2 separate regions of the Sus scrofa genome follow, and region 2 is linked to region 1. A link is a contact called in public promoter capture Hi-C data. All regions are on one chromosome and are shown on one strand. Each heading gives the region's core, a stretch centred on a gene start, on an enhancer-like site or on the middle of the called end of the contact. The rest is flanking DNA. Distances are from core to core; before and after follow the strand shown. Region 1 holds the start of ACTN4 (alpha-actinin-4). Region 2 holds the start of PAF1 (RNA polymerase II-associated factor 1 homolog).

What was found. Promoter capture Hi-C pulls out the DNA fragments that hold promoters and counts their contacts.
Region 2: a promoter capture Hi-C map of liver shows a contact between it and region 1, with 3 times the contacts expected there. The contact joins the promoter of PAF1 here to the promoter of ACTN4 in region 1. A contact is called at or near these places in 1 of 5 promoter capture datasets (liver), 1 of 47 Hi-C or Micro-C datasets (embryonic fibroblasts) and 2 of 2 datasets of contacts at active chromatin or transcription factors (alveolar macrophages and skeletal muscle).

The regions. Positions count from the first base shown.
Region 1 is chr6:47,490,791-47,495,406 of Sscrofa11.1, reverse strand. ACTN4 (alpha-actinin-4) reads right to left here and starts at 1,573. Exons shown (of 21, transcript XM_003355883.4): 1 at 1,238-1,573. The coding sequence starts at 1,399.
Region 2 is chr6:48,051,606-48,056,261 of Sscrofa11.1, reverse strand. PAF1 (RNA polymerase II-associated factor 1 homolog) reads left to right here and starts at 2,631. Exons shown (of 16, transcript XM_003359387.4): 1 at 2,631-2,730; 2 at 3,148-4,443; 3 at 4,527-4,656. It overlaps MED29 (mediator of RNA polymerase II transcription subunit 29), which reads right to left and starts at 4,277. Exons shown (of 4, transcript XM_005657496.3): 1 at 3,882-4,277; 2 at 2,986-3,044; 3 at 2,626-2,710. The coding sequence starts at 4,100.

The sequences.
Region 1 (4,616 bases), core at 324-2,823:
AGAAAGACCTCTTTGCCCCACCCCCCCACCCCCACGGGACAATTCTTGCAGCTACTCTCACCTCTTCCTCCCCAGACAACGCATTCTCCCTTCAGGACACACACACACTCTCCGGTCCCGGGACGGCATCTCCAGACGCCCCCACCCCCAAATTCCTCTCTCAGTCTATCCATCACACACTCCCTTCCTAATGAGACTTTCATTACCCCGCCAACCTCCCTCCCACTCTCCGCCATTCTGCCCCTTCCCTCCCTCCATCCTCACCTTTTCCAGGCTACCTTGCTTGGCCTCAGGCGCCGCCAACCCTTGGCGGAGCCTTTGTGGACGTTCCAGCAATTCTTCGGCTCCCCTCCTCAAAACGCTCCAAATACTCTCCCTATCTCCCTTGGGCCTCTCATCGATGAGGCCTTTAGCCTCATCAATTCCTTTCATGCCTTCTCTTGTCCAGTCTTCTCCTCTTCCCCTTAAAACGGGGCACCCCCAGTAAATCTCACCCCCTGCAAGACTTCTCATTCACAGGTCCCTTCGGACCCCCGTTCCAGACCTCATTCGCCACCCTCCCCATCCCCACATCCTAAGCCCCGGGTCTTTTCACAGTCACTTCTTTCCTTAGCCCCTCTGCTTTTATCTCCCCTGTCCTTCCACCACCCTTCCCACTCCACAATCCCCTCCTGAGTACCCCCCAACCCCATCTTCAGACTTCCAGAATCCTCACCCCCTTTAGAAGTTCCCCAGCCTGGGGCTCCCACAATCCTATCCTCTTCAGAGGACTCTGCGAGCCAAACAACCCCCTGCACACTCGAGCTCCTCCTCAGACTGCCCCGACCCCCAAATTCCAGACCCCCCGTTCCTCTCTCAGCAACCCCAATCCAACCCGAGCCTTCGATCCCGCCTCAGACCCAATTCCATTTTAGAGTCTCCAATCATCTCGCTGGTTTCCTCCAATTCCCCACCTCGACCCGCCTAATTCCTTCACAGACTCCCTGATTCCATGTTTTAGATTTCCATATTCTCTCCTCGGCCGCCAATGATTTTTTCAGACTCCCAATTCCTTGCTCAAGTTCTGCAACTCCTTTTCAGGACCCCAAACACCTTCTCAGATCCACCGATTCCTTCTCACGACGCCCGGTTCTCATCACAGACCCTCCACTCCCATCTCAGGACTCCCAACCCCTTCCCGGCGCCCAGCCTCCCTCGGAAGCCCCCCTCCAGCCCGTCCGGCCCGCGGGCCGCGCACCTTGCGTTGCTGCTTCTCCCAGGCCGGGTCCAGCAGCAGGTCCCGGTCCCAGTCGTCCTCCTGGGCCATGTAGTCGCCCATGCTACCGCCGCCGCCGGCGCCATTGCTCCCGCTGCTGGGGCCGTACTGGTACGACTGGTTCGCCGCGTGGTAGTCCACCATTCCGCCGCCTCTCCCGAGCCCGTCCGCTCCCGCCTCTGCTCCCGCCCCTCTGCCCGAGCCTCCGCCGCCGCCGCCGCCGCCGCTGCTTCAGCTGCTTCAGCCCGCCCTGCGCTAGCGCCTGCGCACTGCCCGCTGCGCTTGCGCACCGCGCCTCCGCCGCCGCCGCCGCCGCCGCCCTCCCGCGCGCGCGCGCGCGCGCTTCCTAACGAGAAAGGCCCTAAGACCCCGCCTCGGGAAGCTCTGAGCCTGCGCAGAGTCCACTTCCCCGCCGCCCTTCGGCTCGTGGACGAGCTTCGCCTCCTCGCGCGCGCGCGCGCGCGCGCGGCCTCTACGTGTGGGCGGGCCCAGAGAGCGAAGGATTCGGCCGGCGGGTCTGGCCATTGGGCTCTGGCGTGGAGTGTATTCCCTTTCGGCGCCAGAAATTCAACAAATATTAAGCGCCTACTATGTGCCAGACCATGTTTTACGCATCAACACTAAATAAGATAGACAAAACTGTCTGCCCTCATGAAACAACCGTCTAGTGAAAGGAAAAAAACACAATTTTAGGAAACAGTGTATTGGAGTTGCTGCTGTGGTGCAGCGTGTTAAGAATCCAGCGTTGCCCCAGCTGTGGCATCGGCCCCAGCTGTGGCTCATTTTCCATCCCTTGCCCAGGAATTTCCACATGCCACAGATGCGGGGGGAAAAAAAGTACATAGCGTATGTATATATTCCAAGGGGATATGTGCTATGAAGAAAAATCAAACAGAACTAGAATGGAAATGAAGTAGTCAGGATTGACTTCATTTATTTTTTTATTTTTTGCCTTTGCTTTTCAGGGCAACACCTGTGGCATATATAAGTTCCTGAGCTAGGAATCAAATCAGAGCTACACCTGCCAGCTTATGCAACAGCCATAGCAACCCACGATCCTTAACCCTCTGAGAGAAACCAGGGATGGAACCTGCATCCTCATGGATACCAGTCGGATTTGGATTTACGCCCTGCTGAGCCACAACGGAAACTGGCAGAGTTGGCTTTATGAACAAGGAGGACAATTAAACAAACTCTTGAAGAATTCACAAAATGGACATGGTAGCTCCGAATGGATACTGGCTGACTGGGAAAGTGGAGGATTTTTTGGACGTGTTTACTTCACTCATTCAAAAAGCATTTATTGAGCCTCTGTTGTATTCCAGGAACTCTTCTTGGATGCTGGTGATAAGGTGCTGAGCATGGTAAGTGCGCCAAGTTCTCAAGTGTATGGGGGACACGACAGTAAATAAATACAAATGACACTCACACATAATAGGTGTCTCAAGTGTAAGTACCCAGAGTTGGGCTCCTGATCTTCCTCCCAAACCTCGTCACCCCATAGCCATCCCCATCTTGGTCAATGGTGCCTCCGGCCTTTCAGCTGTGCAGGCAACAAAGCTTGCAGTCATCCTTGGCTCCTCTTTGTTTTCACACCCTACATCCAGTCGTTCAGGAAATTCTGTCAGATCCATCTTCCAAGTATATACAAAATTCACCCACTTCTCCCATCCCACATGGCCACACCCTGGTTCTGTCCACCCTCACCTTGTCTTCACCTGGACCAGTGTCCCAGCCTCCTCAACATTTCTCAAGTCCTCCACATGCCCCCTTCCCCACCTCTCTTTCTCCAAAGAAACCAGAAGGAGCCTGAGTCAAATCAAGCTCCTCCCTCCCCTGCTCAGAACCATCCCTTGGCGCCACGAAGTCAAAGACAGGAGGAAAGGCTGCAGGATTCCTTGCTTTGACTCAGCCCCGCCCAGCTTTGGAAGCAATGGGGACTCCTGGGGCTTCGGCCAAATTCACCAGTTCGTCCATGTCCTGCCCAGCCTGGTCCCCAGCTCCTCTCCCAACTCTTCTCCCATTCTCCCCCCTCGCTCTCCCAGCTCCTGCCACACTGCTGGCCTCCCGGCTGTTCCTCCAACACACCTGGAAGGGTCCAGCCTCGAGGCCTTGTTACCACTGCGCTTCGCCCCGACACTAGACCCTCAGGATCATAGCCTCCTCTCCTGCACATCGGTGGAAGTATCACCCCCTTAGTGAGACCTCACCTGACCACCGTTTTATAAATAGCACCCCACACCTTCCCGCTTCATTTTTGTCTATAGCACATTCAATACAGTGCATGACTGGTTTACTTATCCTGCTCATCTGTCTCCTTCCCAAGGATGTTGGCCCAAGATGTACGGGAATCTTTGTTTTGGTCACTGCTGTATCACTAGTCTCTGAAGCAGTGTCTGGCAGAAGATAGAAGCTTAAGAAATCCCAGATGAATGAACGGACTTAAAATCATGGTGAGGAATTTGAAGTCTTTGTGTGTTTTTCTCTTTTTTTGTCTTTTTTAGACCTGTACCCGTGGCATACGGTGGTTCCCAGGATAAGAGGCTGAATCTGAGCTGCAGCTGTCAGCCTACACCACGGCCACAGCAACACGGAATCCGAGCCATGTCTGCAACCCACACCACAGCTCACGGCAACACCAGATCCTTAATCTGTTAAGGGAGGCCAGGGAATCAAACCTGTGTCCTCATGGGTCCCTTCATTGTCAAGAGCTCTTTGGGCCACGCCGGACATGGTGGTGTGGGTCCTGGCACCCCCAAGCTCCTCCTGGGTCATGACCTGGCTGAAGACCCAGGAGTGTTGCTGTGTCCAAAGCTGGGCTGGGCTGGGCTGGGTGGGGCTGCGGCAGGGCAACTCTTCCTGCCTGACCTGGAGAACAAGCCCAGAACTCTTGTGCTGGGCCTGCTGGGCCCGGAAAGGCCACTCCAACAATGGGCCACCTGCCCCTCCCTGCCTGCTGGTCGATACTGAGAAAACTCCCAGACCAAGGGCTCAGAGATGAAATGGACATTCCCAGCCAATGAGGTTTAAATTAAAGGCTGCCTTTAATTGCCAGCTTTGAGGCCAGTTCCCAGCAGCCATCCACAGACTGTGCAGTAGTAACAGCTACTGCCTCTGGAGAGTCAGGGGGCAGCGGGCAGGGGCTCAGAGCTGGCAGGGAGAGAGCCCAGAGTGAAGGGGTACAGCCAGTGGCCCTGGCATTGGGGCCGCTGTTTCCACACTTCTTAGCATCCTCAAGACCTCTTCAGTCAGGATTTACACGGTGCTGTATCCCACTATCAACGCTTCTTAGGTGAAACAAGGAGAGCGGGCTGTGTCCTCTCAGGGCAGGAACAGGAACAGATACGGGGATGTCTCCAAA
Region 2 (4,656 bases), core at 1,382-3,881, 560 kb before region 1:
TGCTACCTCATAACCTGAGAATGGTGAGAGCAGTGTATTTGAGAAACAGTCAGAGATCTTGGCAAGTTTATTTGTTTTTCTTTTTTCATTTTTGGCCACCCCGCAGCATTTGGAGTTCCTGGGCCAGGAATCAGATCCAAGCCGAGGCTGCAACCCAAGCTGCAGCTATGGCAATGCCGGATCCTTAATCCACTGTGCTGGGCGGGGGGGATCGAACCTGTGTCCCGCTGCTCCCAAGACATAGCTGATCCCGCTGCAGCACAGAGGGAACTCCTTGGCAAGTTTCTCAAGCACTAGCTGATGTCAGTACCATTATTGTGACTGTCCTAACCCTAGGCCTGGCATTGGCACTGGCTTCTCTGGTGGCACCTGCTTCTCCTGGTTTTCCTCCTACTTCTCTGGCTGGTCCTTCTAGGTACTTCTTAGTGTACTTAGGCCTTAAACATGGCAATTCCCAGACCCTGTCTCCTCTCATTCTCATGCCCTCTAGGGGCTCTCTCCCTTACTCCCACCACTCAGTTCCCACCTCTGCACCCATGACACCACATCTGTGTGCCAGCCTCCCCTAAAATTCCAGGATGCTCACACTCTACTTAGTGAACCATTCACTTTCCTGGGTCTTTGTTTCAGGGATGGCCCCACCATTCCAACGAGAGCCCTGGGCCTCATCCTGGAGACTCTGCCCAGTCTCTCAGGGTCATGGCCCTGTGCACAAGGCCTTCCCATCTGCCTTTCCCACTTCTTCAGGACCCTTCCCTGGTGGAACCTTGCCCTCTTGATGCCTGCTGTGAGCTCCCAGCCTCCACCTGAACCCATCCCTCATTTGGCAGCCAGAGGTATAGTTCTAAAAAAGCAAACGAGTCCATATTCTTCCCTGCTTGAAACCCTCCATGGCGCCCCAGCACCCTCTGGGCTCTCTTCAAACTCCAGTAAGTCCCAAGGCCTACCCCACCACAGCCAGACCAGATTTCATGACGTTTGTGACGTTTCTAAAGAGAACTTAGAGCAGAAGCTGTTCCTCTTAGTTGGAACACACTTCTCCTTTTTCTTTTTTGTCTTTCTGGCATCTCTTGGGCCGCTTCCGCGGCATATGGAGCTTCCCAGGCTAGGGGTCGTATAGGAGCTGTAGCCACCAGCCTATGCCAGAGCCATAGCAACGCAGGATCCGAGCCGTGTCTGCGACCTACACCACAGCTCACGGCAACGCTGGATCCTCAACCCACTAAGCAAGGGCAGGGATCGAATCTGCAACCTCATGGTTCTTAGTCGGATTCACCAACCACTGCGCCACGATGGGAACACCAGATTTTTTTTTTTTTTTTTTTTTTTTGTCTTTCTCCTTTTTCTTTTTTTGGCTGCACCTGCAGCATATGGAAGGTCCCAGGCTGGGGGTCAAACTGGAGGTGCAGCTGCAAGCCTACACCACAGCCACAGCAATGCCAGATCTGAGCCGCATCTGTGACCTACATCGCAGCTTGTGGCAATGCTGGATCTTTAACCCACGAGTGAGGCCAGGGATCAAACCTGCATCATCACAGAGAACCTCAGGTCCTTAACCCAGTGAGCCACAAAAGGAACTGCCAGAACACCTTTCTACCACCACGAGGCTTCTTCTCAAATTGCCTTTTCCTTCAAAACCCAGTTCAAAATAATGACAATGATGATACTAGAGGAAACATTTGCTATGGGCCCAGTATCACGTTAAATGCTTTACATGCAAGATCTTGCCTGAGTCCTTCCCAAAAATCCACTTTCCAAAGGTGGAATGAAGGCTTAGAAGTAGCGACTGATGGCCATCTGATTTTGGAGGCTGTGTTCTTAGCCATCTGCCCTCCTTTCAACTCTCACCTGTCTTCCATTTTTTTTTTTTTTTTTTTTGTCTTTTTGTTGTTATTGTTGTTGTTGTTGTTGCTATTTCTTGGGCCGCTCCCGCGGCATATGGAGGTTCCCAGGCTAGGGGTCGAATCAGAGCTGTAGCCACTGGCCTACGCCAGAGCCACAGCAACGCGGGATCCGAGCCGCGTCTGCAACCTACACCACAGCTCACGGCAACGCCGGATCGTTAACCCACTGAGCAAGGGCAGGGACCGAACCCGCAACCTCATGGTTCCTAGTCGGATTCGTTAACCACTGCGCCACAACGGGAACTCCTGTCTTCCATTTTTTGTCCCAACCTCAGCTCAGATGCACTCTCCACTAGTGATCTACCCTGAACCACTTCCTCCACAGACCCACTCAAGGCAGGGTGCCTTTTCTGGGCTTCCATAGCCCCCCAGAGCTTCCCTTATTTTAATCCTGACCCCTCTGCCTGTGCCTCCCCCATCCTAGTCCTGACCCTTCTGCCTTGTCCCCTCCTCCCCTGCTCATAGCCCTCCACGGCTTGAACTTCTCCCATCAGAGCCCTGACTACTCTGAGCTGTCACTGTTTGAAGATATATTTGTCACCCACTGAAGTGGAAGCTCTGTGAGGGCAAGGATCAGGCAACATTATGTCCCCAGCATCAGCACAGTTCTTGGCCACCAGGAGATGCTCAGTAAGCATGTGTCGATTGATTGAATGAAGGCTCCACAAGCCCAGGAACTGAGGCAGGGTTGTGGTCACCCGGTGCCTAGGCGGTCCCTTACCAGGCAGAGCTCCAGCTGGTCACAGAGTGCGTAGAACTCCTCCAGACACTTGTCAAAGCGCTGTATGGGTCCATCGCTGCTCTTTCTACAGTCCAAGAGAAGAAGGTGAGGAATGGGATTTCAATCTCCGGGACTAAATGACTACCCAACCAGGTAGCATCAGGAAACCAGGTATAGGCCCAGGAGACCAGTGCAAGGCCTAGGGGGACAGTTAATAGTAGAAGGGGCAAAGAAGGGCAGTTAGGCTCTAGGGAGCTGGGCTTGAAAGTAAGAGAAAAAGGGGATGGGTGGGGTGCAGAGGGGGTGAATTTCTAAAACTAGGATGGAGATAGGACACCCTGGGGAAAAGGGATTACTCACTGTCCATTGTCAATGTTAGTGTTCTGAATCAAGTTCTGGGCTGCAACCTTCATCAGGGTCTAATTAAAGGGAAAAAAAGGTGAAGAAAATGCAGACACAAAAGAGAACACCTTTGGTCGATCTAATCTCTTCTTCTTCTTTTTTTTTTTTTTTTTTTTTAAGCTATTTTTTGGGCCGCTCCCATGGCATATGGAGGTTCCCAGGCTAGGGGTCGAATCGGAGCTGTAGCCACCGGCCTACGCCAGAGCCACAGCAACGCGGGATCCGAGCTGCGTCTGCAACCTACACCACAGTTCACGGCAACGCCGGATCGTTAACCCACTGAGCAAGGGCAGGGACCGAACCCGCAACCTCATGGTTCCTAGTCGGATTCGTTATCCACTGCGCCACGACGGGAACCCCTAATCTCCTTTTAAGATACCCCAATCTCAGGCCTCTTCACTTGGCACTTCTATCCTGCCACTCCAGAGTAATGCCAGCTTCCATTCCTCTATAGCAATAACCACCTGTACGTTCCCGGAGGCCCACTCTCGGTCACCTGGGGTTCTCGCCAATAACCTCTTGGACATAACTTGAGTCATCCCTCACCCACCAGTCATGGTCACTTTCTGTACAGGCCAGTCCGTTTTTCAGGCTTTCACGACCCGAGCTAGGTTTCTTCTTTAAACTCCCTCCCGCGTGAATTCTGATAAATCCTAGGCTCAAGATTTGCCCTGATCCCACCGCACACTGTCAGTTCACAAAGCTTCGCTCTGGCCTCTCCAATATCAAGCCTCACTCATCTTCCTTGCCTAAATCTCCTTTTGCGCTCTCCTTGACTAAAGAGCCCCGCCATCCACCCCTATTAAATCAGAGAGCCACATCTCGCTTGCTTCTCGCAGCTCGTGGCCAATCACCTGCAGACTCTCTTTTAGCTGCGGGATGAGCATCTTATATCGCTGTACAGGATCGAAGTCCTGTTGCTGTTGCTGCAAAAGCCCGCCCTGGGCAGGCCCCACCAACTGTGCCTGTGGTTGCGGCTGCTGCTGAGGACCCGAGCCGCCAGCCGAACCCGGACCCGACACACCAGCAGCAGCAGAAGAAGCTGCAGAAGCCTGAGGTTGGGATGCAGCCATCTTCCCTGCTTAGCGCGCCGGAAGTGCGTCCAAGTGCTCCTTCCGGGTTTCTCTTTAGCGTCTTCGTCTCTAGGCCCTGTTTGCTTGTTAGCTCCGCCTCCTAGACAATTCAGCCAATGGGAGGAAAGAAGCCACCCTCCAACTCTGGATTCTCAAAGCCGACGTCCAGACCGAGATACCCAGTCGCCAATCACAAGAGGCTCTTCCTTCCCCGCTCCGCCCTTACCCGGTCGTTCGCCAATCCGGGTGTAGAGCCAATCAGACTCTATTTCCCAGAAGGCCTTGCGGCCTGAGGCGCTCTGAAGTCCTCGGCGTCTTGGCGGCAGTTGGTGGAGTCGGAGCTGTGAGTATGTTGTGGGCGTTGTGTGCGCGTTTACCTCAGTACCGCGTATTAACTCAGGTGTTAATTGGAACTCTTCTCACCAGCTCACCTCACTCCGACCCTATTCCTGAGGAGAGCGGCGCCAGCCCGAGCCCTGTCTCGGATTGGGCGTCCGCCGAGGTCGGCACGCCTCTTCCTGTGGCTCTGTGAGGCTCTCGTCAGGACTGCCGACGC